3 separate regions of the Mus musculus genome follow, and regions 1 and 2 are each linked to region 3. A link is a contact called in public Hi-C and HiChIP or PLAC-seq data. All regions are on one chromosome and are shown on one strand. The core of a region is the stretch at or near the end of the contact, and the rest is flanking DNA. Distances in the headings are between cores, read along the strand shown.

Region 1 (2,700 bases), core at 190-2,689, 260 kb before region 3:
CTTGCCAATCCCTGAAACACCTCACACATTTTCTCAGCTACCATAGCCATTCACAGATGGTGAAGAAGAGCACTAACCTTTGTGCCACGGAGAGTCTGGAGGTAGCCTCTTAAAGAAACAGATGGCTCTTACTTCTACATTGGATTCAAGAGCTAGTGTCTCTCTGCCACCTTACCTAACATGGGGCATGAAGATCAAGGCTCTCTGCTTATGTCAACCCCTGTTCTTCTGTCTGGAAACATGTCACCTTTGCTATTTCAGCACCACTTCCTCTGGGAAGACACACCACTGTCATTAGCACATTTCCTTCCACATCCTCTATAAAATTAATGTCGTTCTTCACCATTGTTCTTGACACAGGAGTTTATTACAGTCCTTGTGATACTTCATGGCTGCCATGTCTCCCTTTAACTCTAAACATATGAGCTCTTCCCAGGTTCAACCTTATCAATTTTTCATCTTCCCTCAGCCTCAATTCATATTTGACTTTCAGTAGGTGCTCAGCAAATATTTGTCACATGCATGGGTAGCTGAACTGAAGGGTTCGTGGAAGCAAACCTTCTAAAGCGCAAATCACTAAACACACACACCATGACTGTTGTGGTGTGTCCTCGCTGTGTTTGTAGGTAATTGTCAATTCTGCTCTAGAAAATAAGAAAACACAAACAAAATAGATGACTTCATACGATGCAAAAGCCATGAGTCAGCAGCTCCCAATCCAGAGAACATTCACAAAACAGCTACGCAACGGAAGTTAGGATGGATCGCTGAGCATCCGAAGAGTGAACAAACCCAGAGTCTACAGATAGTCCTGAACCTCCGATGCTCAAGAGTCACGAGCTCTTCACTGGGTCACTAACGATGCTCCCTTCTGATAGTATATGCCTGCTTGTCCAAGAGATCTAGCTAAAATCCCTTGCTGCTCATCAAGGTAATTGGGAAACCACAGCTGTTGATAAGGGAGCTTGCCCTGCTGTTTCTCTCTGGGAAAGAAAGCTGTGTTGTGAACCCTGGCTGCTCAGATTTCGTTTCTCACCTCTGTGACTCTGTGACACAGGAGTAGTAAGGAAAGAGAACCTTAAAAGTATATGTGAGAATCAGACAGTTTGGTTGCTCCCCTCCCTCTGCTCACATCAGGTTTGTGACCTACATCATCTGTCCCTTCCTTCTTGGTGTGTCTTTCAAATAACTCAGAAGGGCTCCAGTGTAGCTCGGTAACACACTTGCTCAGGACCCACTAGGCCTCGGGTTTGATCCACAGTGCTGAAAAGGGGTACACAAATGAATAAAACATTCTCCCTCTATTACTCAAGCCTCGTTGGGGTCTGTGCCCCTCTTAACATGATCTGTGGGTCAGCTTGTTTGTTGGAGTGTGTATAATCTCCTACTTCCTCAAGGAAGTCATCTGAGGACAAACACATTTCCTGTAAGCATAAGTTCAAGTCACTGGACTGTTCTTCTCCACCAGGGATCCTCTCTGCCCAACTAAGAAACTGCTTCTCACATCACTTATAAGAGAAGGGAAATTTTAAGCGAGAGACTTTCCTCTGCACAATTCACAGTTGGAAGAGGATGTCAGAGTCTCTGAAACTGGAGTCACAGTTGTGAGCTACCAGGTAGATCCAGGGAACCAAACCTGGGTCCTCCGCAAAAGCAGCCAGTGTTTTTATGTGCTGGCCTATCTCTCCAACCCCATACACTAAACATGTTACATATATAACTCAGGCTGAGTTGTATGCAAAAATTCATGAGAACTCTTCAGGGAAGATTGCCGGAATAACATTCTTCATTGGTCAATACAAATGGGAGAGGCTTTGAGTTTTTTCCTCGAAAGACAGGAAATTTGGGCTTTTTTTCCCCAGAATCTAGGCAACAGGATCGTACTTGCAGAAGTCCATCCCTGTATTTTATCCATCTCATTCCAATTTCTATGCCCATGAACCAATAAAGACTTGTCTCACTGAGTGGGGAATTGGCTGAGTCGGTTCCTAGAGTGTGATATTATTTTTGACATTCATTTGTGTTTATTGGCCATCGATAGTATTATAAGTCCCGTTTATTGCTGCTCGGTTCAGATAGATCAAATTCATGTATAAAAATCCTCCCTCCTGAGTCACATTGCAATTTTATTCATCCTGACTTCCTGAGACTGTTCCTTTCTCTGGACAAGATCTACACCAAATAATTCATTCCCCTAATTCTATCAATGGTTCCTTTAAAAACAAATTTGTTGAACATCACACGGTGACTGCTTCTGAACCTTTGAAATCCCTTCACAACAGAGACCTACTGGTTCACTAAGAGAGAAAGACAGGGAGGAAAGAGAGGGAGACGAACAGAAGAAAGGGGAGAGGGAGGGGGGAGAGGGGAGGAGGGAGACAAAGCCTCCATGTGATCTTGTGTATTGAATTCACTTTCCATCTTCTAATAATGGGTTGATATTCAATCTCACTGGCATAGCACCATGACATCTACATAGTGGAGGATGCCTAATGCTAGAAAAATCGCCTTAAGGGGCCTTGGGGACTTCTGATGGTGTCTGTGACCCTGTAAAGTTGATCCCTGGCAATGCATACCAGACTCAGGACTCTGTTTGGTTTCATGTTATGTCAAGGAAAATGAATAGCGTTTTTTATCCTCGGATCTCCAGTGGGTCCAACTGTGTGATTGATGGTTATACACTGTATCCCTGTGTCCGAT
Region 2 (2,700 bases), core at 10-2,509, 140 kb before region 3:
CCTGACTTTCAGCTCACCTGAGCAATGTACCCCGAGGGCAAGTCCTCTTGCTTCTTGCACCCTAGCTAATGAAATAACTCACCCCTTCATTCAGCTTAGTTCCCTATAGCCAACCTCAGAGGAAACACCATCAACCATCAACCATCATTGTGTTCTTGCTTGAGCCCAATATTCCCACCCCAGGCTCTTCTGCATCCATGGAATGAAGTTCATGATTCTCTTCCTCCCAGAGAAGGAACCAGATTCATTACCTGTCATATCTTCAGTAGCTGATTGATTTCAATTTGATAATTTTTCTCAGATCTGATGACAGTATTTCAGGGATTTAAGACATCTCCATGATAGGGTCTTTTAAGTAATACCTACATTTATTTATGAAACCAACCATCTTCTCACTTTTCTTTACAAGTTTTTTCTTATGGTTAAATTAAAGACAAGAGTTGAACTATCCTTCGTTTTAATTCCCACCCCCTTTTTCTGTTATCTGTCATTGAAAAGTTTTGTTTGTTTAACCAAGGGACAAGGCTTTGTTGGACAGGCTGATTCTTATGTAAAACACACATATTAGAAATTCAATATTCCAATTCTATTATATAAATTAATTACATAACATTATATGCTTTTATCTTTACATAATTTATGTGTCTCCTGTCTTATATAACATGTTTGTCTTATTTGGGATTAGTAACACAGTTGTGTATTAGAAATATAATACACTGGAAATATATTGTGTATTATATAACCTGTTGGAAATGTAAAATAAGACAAATAGTGGTTCTCATGTTTGACCACACAGCATGGTGGAACTGGGCTGTTAGCCTGAGAAAGGCCCAGAAGCTTCTGTTGCCTTGGGCTCAAGAGACTGATCGCTATTATCTTGGTACATGAGTACCAAGTCTGTTTTTTCAGTCTTCTCATTTGGTTCACTGCAGGAAGGGGCTGGGGAGAGAGTGTGGGGGGTGGGGGTAGCTGCTTCTTACCTGAATCTCAAGGATAGACCATGAGATAGTAAACTGAGCCAGAAAGCTGACTTATTAGCCCACACCTTATTAGCTTATTATGGAAATATAAACATATAAATCCCCAACCATCACAGGTCACCAGCATAAGCAGCAACCAGAAGCAAAAGGAAGGATCCTACGGGCATCAGAGGACAACCTAAAGCACATCTTAGTTTCAGACTTCTGGCCTCCAGAACAATGACTAAGTCCTTCTTGTTTAAGTAACCCAGTTTATATTATTTGGTTAAGGCAAACCCATGACACGGAAGCAGCTGTATACACAAAATAGACTCTGCATGAATGGAATTGCGGGGAATACCATGTCTAAAGGCAATGGGCTGTGAAAGCTAGCTTATCTTGCTGCTTTTAGAAAGGACCTTCCAAAGGAGCCTCACAGATTTGACGTCTATGAGCAAAGCCCCATTTCCACAGAGACAGTACTTATGAAGAGATGAGTGTTTACAGAGTCACATTTAAAGTCTAACAGAAGCCCCAACGCCGGGGCACCTGTGTCCATTTCCAAGCAACAAGTAGTTCCAGCAAGACCTAGAGAACCAGATTCAGAGATAGTGAGGGCGCGCATGGGCATCTAACTTAATGGCATCTTCCAGTTTGTTGTTGTTGTGGTTTGATTGGTTGGTTTGTCTTTTCTTGTTTTTGTTTATGTTTTTGGTTCCTTGCAAATAAAACTCACAGGTGGTCAATATGTCAGGACATGTGGGAAGTATCCAAGAACAAGTTCCCCCAGCTTATTGAATGGCGTTCTCTTTGGGAACCAACAGATTAATAACCAAATGAATGGACTCTTTACATCAATCATGTGGCTAATATTGAGTATGTTAGTCTGAATTTTGAGGTCATCCGATTAGTTGGCAGGAGTGAATGGTGACAGAGTGGGCACCTTGTTGACCACTGCTGTGACTCAGTTTCCCCCAGCCATCCACAAGTTCTAGAAACCCCTCCTCTGGGCAGAAGGATGCCACCAGCTTGACTTCGGGCTCTGGAAACAGCTGCCTTGCTGGATACGTCCAAGAACATGCTGACTCTCAGAGCAGCAAACAACCAAGAGTCCTACACTGCTCTCACCCTTCCCCTCCTGCACCACAAGTAGGATGATGCACCATTGTCTGACCCGTGGCTAGACCCAAACGATGGAGGAAACAGATAAAAGCCATTTTGGCATTCTTCTGAAAAGGGTCAGATAGGAATGGTTGCCCATTGGACACGCAAACTTTATATGCCCCAGTACAGGGGAACGCCAGGGCCAAAAAGTGGGAATGGGTGGGTAGGGGGGTGGGGGGGGGAGGGTATGGGGGACTTTTGGGATAGCATTGGAAATGTAATTGAGGAAAATACGTAATAAAAATATTTTTAAAAAATTAAAAAAATAAAATGTTAAAAAGAGAGAGAGAAGGAACTCACACAATATGTACTCACTGATAAGTGGATATTAGCCCAAAACCTAGAATACCCAAGATATAAGATACAATTTCCTAAACACATGAAACTCAAGAAAAATGAAGACTGAAGTGTGGACACTATGCCCCTCCTTAGAAGTGGGAACAAAACACCCTTGGAAGGAGTTACAGAGACAAAGTTTGGAGCTGAGATGAAAGGATGGTCCATGTAGAGACTTCCATATCCAGGGATCCACCCCATAATCAGCATCCAAATGCTGACACCATTGCATACACTAGCA
Region 3 (2,700 bases), core at 180-2,679:
GGGAAATTAAATGCTCCCCCCCCGAAAGTAAAATGGGGGGTGGCAGATGCTACGTGACCTGGAAAGAGGGATGCGGAAACTCGAATCGTCTCCTAGCTTATTACATTTGCTTTTATAAAAGGTCATTCTTCCCATGGGCACTTTTCAGCATCTTTTCCTTCGTACCAAATGTAGACCTTAACCGTCATTTCCTTAGAGGACGTTGCGTGTGAGGAGGGAAGCGAGGACTCCCACCAAAGAGGAAAACCTCCGGGTATTCCCCCCCCCCCCCCCCATGGTTAAAAAAGCAGGTTTTAGGAAGCTTGGGCCCGAGTGCCTCCCATTCTCTTGCACGGGCACAGCATTCGGCCAATTAACGCCCCCCTCTGGGTTGTAAAGTAACAAACCCCTCCACCTCTCTTTTGTTATTGGGCTTCGGCGCGAGGGCCTTCCCTTTCATCTTTCTAAATCTGCGTTGGCCCAGGTTCCGCGGGAAGCTATAAACCAGATGTAATAGCTCGGGATGGAAATCGATCACGCTAATGTATAAACTAAGTCCGGGGAATCGCATGGAAAAAAACAAAGACAAAACACAACCGGCCGGGCACGAAGAACGAGATTAAGTCCGGCGAGGAGAGGTCCCCAAGCCCTACGGGGTGGCAGCCGCACAGTGTCAGGTTTCTCGGAGCTGCAGGAGCGAGACCTCGAAGACTGGGGAGGCCGGGGGGGTGGGGGGGAGCGCAGGGGTGAAGACCTCCACACGGAGAGCCCAGGCCTCAGTAAGGCCCCGCGTCGCCACCCGCAACGATCTCTACCAGGATCGCCGCGCTCCGGGGCTGAGGAAGGACAGGGCACCGCGCCGCGGCTCCATTCACAAAGTCCCCGAGCCGCCGGCTCGCGGGCGGGTCGGAGGCTGCCTCCTTTTCTTCCTCTAGGTCTCCGTTTTATGAATGGGCCTGGCAGCCAGCACCGAGCGCCCTGTTTACTCCTCTCTTTGTGACGTCGAGTCCCCGTGACTGGGTGCGAGGGGGCCGGCGCTCCATTCACGAGCCGGGGTGGGGGCGGGGCGGGAAGCTTGCGTTGGGGGCGGGGCCTGGCGAGGTAGTAATGACTCTTCCCTCCCCCGGGAGAGCCGGCGAGCATTAATAAATCTCTAAGCCAGAGGAGGAAACTCTGGCTGGGGCAGTGCGTGCAGCTCCGGCGGTGCAGCGGTGGGGGAAACGGCGGAGCCCACGGCAGAAGCAGCCCTAGCTAGCAAAACACACCAGAGGCGACAAACCGAGAGGAGCCCTCTCTCGTAAACACACTCCCCTGCTCGATCGCTTGCCCCGGGTGCCGCGCGCCCGCCAGCTTTGGCGCCAGAGAAGGCTGGGACTGCTATGTAACGTTGAGGCTGCGGGAGGTGGAAGCAGGGGTGTTAGAGGGAGAAGAGCCTGGGGCCAAGTTTGCGGGTCACTTCTGCAGGCGCCCTCTTAGCCCTCGCCTGGTTCCTTCTTGTTAGCCTAGCTGGCTCCGGTGCCCTTGGCCTTCTCCAGCTAGCTCCCCAGCTTACTGCGTTTTGCCGGCGACATGGTGACGATGGAGGAACTGCGGGAGATGGACTGCAGCGTGCTCAAAAGGCTGATGAACCGGGATGAGAACGGCGGCGGCGGCAGCGCGGGCGGCAACGGCAGCGGCAGCCACGGCGCCTTGGGGCTGCTGAGCGGCGGCAAGTGCCTGCTGCTGGACTGCAGGCCGTTTCTGGCTCACAGCGCGGGCTACATCCGAGGCTCGGTGAACGTGCGCTGCAATACCATCGTGCGGCGGAGGGCCAAGGGCTCCGTGAGCCTGGAGCAGATCCTGCCCGCCGAGGAAGAGGTGCGTGCCCGCCTGCGCTCTGGCCTCTACTCGGCTGTCATCGTCTACGACGAGCGCAGCCCGCGCGCCGAGAGTCTCCGGGAGGACAGCACGGTGTCGCTGGTCGTGCAGGCGTTGCGCCGGAACGCGGAGCGCACGGACATCTGCCTGCTTAAAGGTAAACGTGGGTGCCCGGGAGAGCGAGGTGGGAGGGTAGGTAGTGTAAGGGACTTGGCGGCCTGAGCCCTGCTGGGCATTGGGAGGAAAGTACCCGAGTGACTACGGGGTGCTGGAGTCCCCTTCCTCGCGTGTCTTTGTGCGTGTCAGTGTGAACGGTTTTGCTGTGGTTTGGAGCCTGAGTCCCGGGGAGGCCGTGCTGGCGCGTTTCCCCAATCACCTGCAATCCGCACGCGTCTTGGAGTTTCCGTGTTTGTTTACGCGAACGGTTCTGGCCTGGATGCTGGCAGCGGTTCCTCTGCGCAGCCCAGCTTCAAGTACTGAGAACGCGCTCTTAGGTCCCACGGGGACGAGAGAGGCCTGGTTCGGTATAACCCCGGGAACCCTAGAGGGGGGTGAAGGAAGGTGAATGCTAGGGTAGGAGCTGTCTCAGGAGTTCATACACATCGGTCAATGAGGAAAGGAGAATTGGGGTGCAGACCTGGGGAGCTATCTCTTTTTTTCCCCGCTGCCTAAACTCAGAGCTTTCTTGGATGGCGGCCAACCCCCACTTGCCCCGGTCTAAGGGAGGCTGAAGTGCTGTATTTGGGGGGGTGGGGGGACACCAGGCACAACCGCGCCTGCTCCTGCTAATCCCGGGAGCAGAGAGTTACCACCTTTTGTTCACACATCATTCTCGACTCTGCCAGCGGCGCGTGCCTGGTTCGA

What was found. A called contact is a pair of places that touch in the nucleus more often than the background predicts. HiChIP or PLAC-seq counts read pairs in DNA pulled down with a chosen protein or histone mark.
Region 1: a contact with region 3 is called in a Hi-C map of bone marrow-derived macrophages, with 29 read pairs. The contact joins the enhancer-like site here to the promoter of Dusp4 in region 3. A contact is called at or near these places in 5 of 39 promoter capture datasets (cranial neural crest, hippocampal neurons, liver and 1 more), 4 of 15 datasets of contacts at CTCF or cohesin (CD8 T cells, the NIH/3T3 cell line and large pre-B cells), 13 of 484 Hi-C or Micro-C datasets (the C10 cell line, bone marrow-derived macrophages, cerebral cortex and 5 more), 34 of 115 datasets of contacts at active chromatin or transcription factors (the 230-238 cell line, CD8 T cells, SST interneurons and 24 more) and 3 of 9 other capture datasets (adipose tissue, embryonic stem cells and liver).
Region 2: an HNF4G HiChIP or PLAC-seq map of pancreatic cancer cells shows a contact between it and region 3. The contact joins the enhancer-like site here to the promoter of Dusp4 in region 3. A contact is called at or near these places in 5 of 39 promoter capture datasets (the 3T3-L1 cell line, the C10 cell line, hippocampal neurons and 2 more), 4 of 15 datasets of contacts at CTCF or cohesin (CD8 T cells, the NIH/3T3 cell line, large pre-B cells and 1 more), 22 of 484 Hi-C or Micro-C datasets (the 63-12 cell line, B cells, CD8 T cells and 14 more), 34 of 115 datasets of contacts at active chromatin or transcription factors (the 230-238 cell line, CD8 T cells, the HPC-7 cell line and 24 more) and 1 of 9 other capture datasets (embryonic stem cells).

Annotation. Positions count from the first base shown.
Region 1 is chr8:34,550,667-34,553,366 of GRCm38.p6, forward strand. No RefSeq gene overlaps it. Among named protein-coding and RNA genes, the nearest start is that of Gm33968, 32 kb to the left of the region's middle. Within about 2 kb of position 1,440, at least 1 of the 459 cell types and tissues checked has an H3K27ac peak or open chromatin away from gene starts, as enhancers often do. A contact at or near this core is called in bone marrow-derived macrophages, where this site is marked.
Region 2 is chr8:34,663,397-34,666,096 of GRCm38.p6, forward strand. No RefSeq gene overlaps it. Among named protein-coding and RNA genes, the nearest start is that of B930018H19Rik, 24 kb to the left of the region's middle. Within about 2 kb of position 1,260, at least 11 of the 459 cell types and tissues checked have an H3K27ac peak or open chromatin away from gene starts, as enhancers often do. A contact at or near this core is called in pancreatic cancer cells and regulatory T cells, where this site is marked.
Region 3 is chr8:34,806,181-34,808,880 of GRCm38.p6, forward strand. It overlaps Dusp4 (dual specificity phosphatase 4), which reads left to right and starts at 1,430. Exons shown (of 4, transcript NM_176933.4): 1 at 1,430-1,993. The coding sequence starts at 1,549.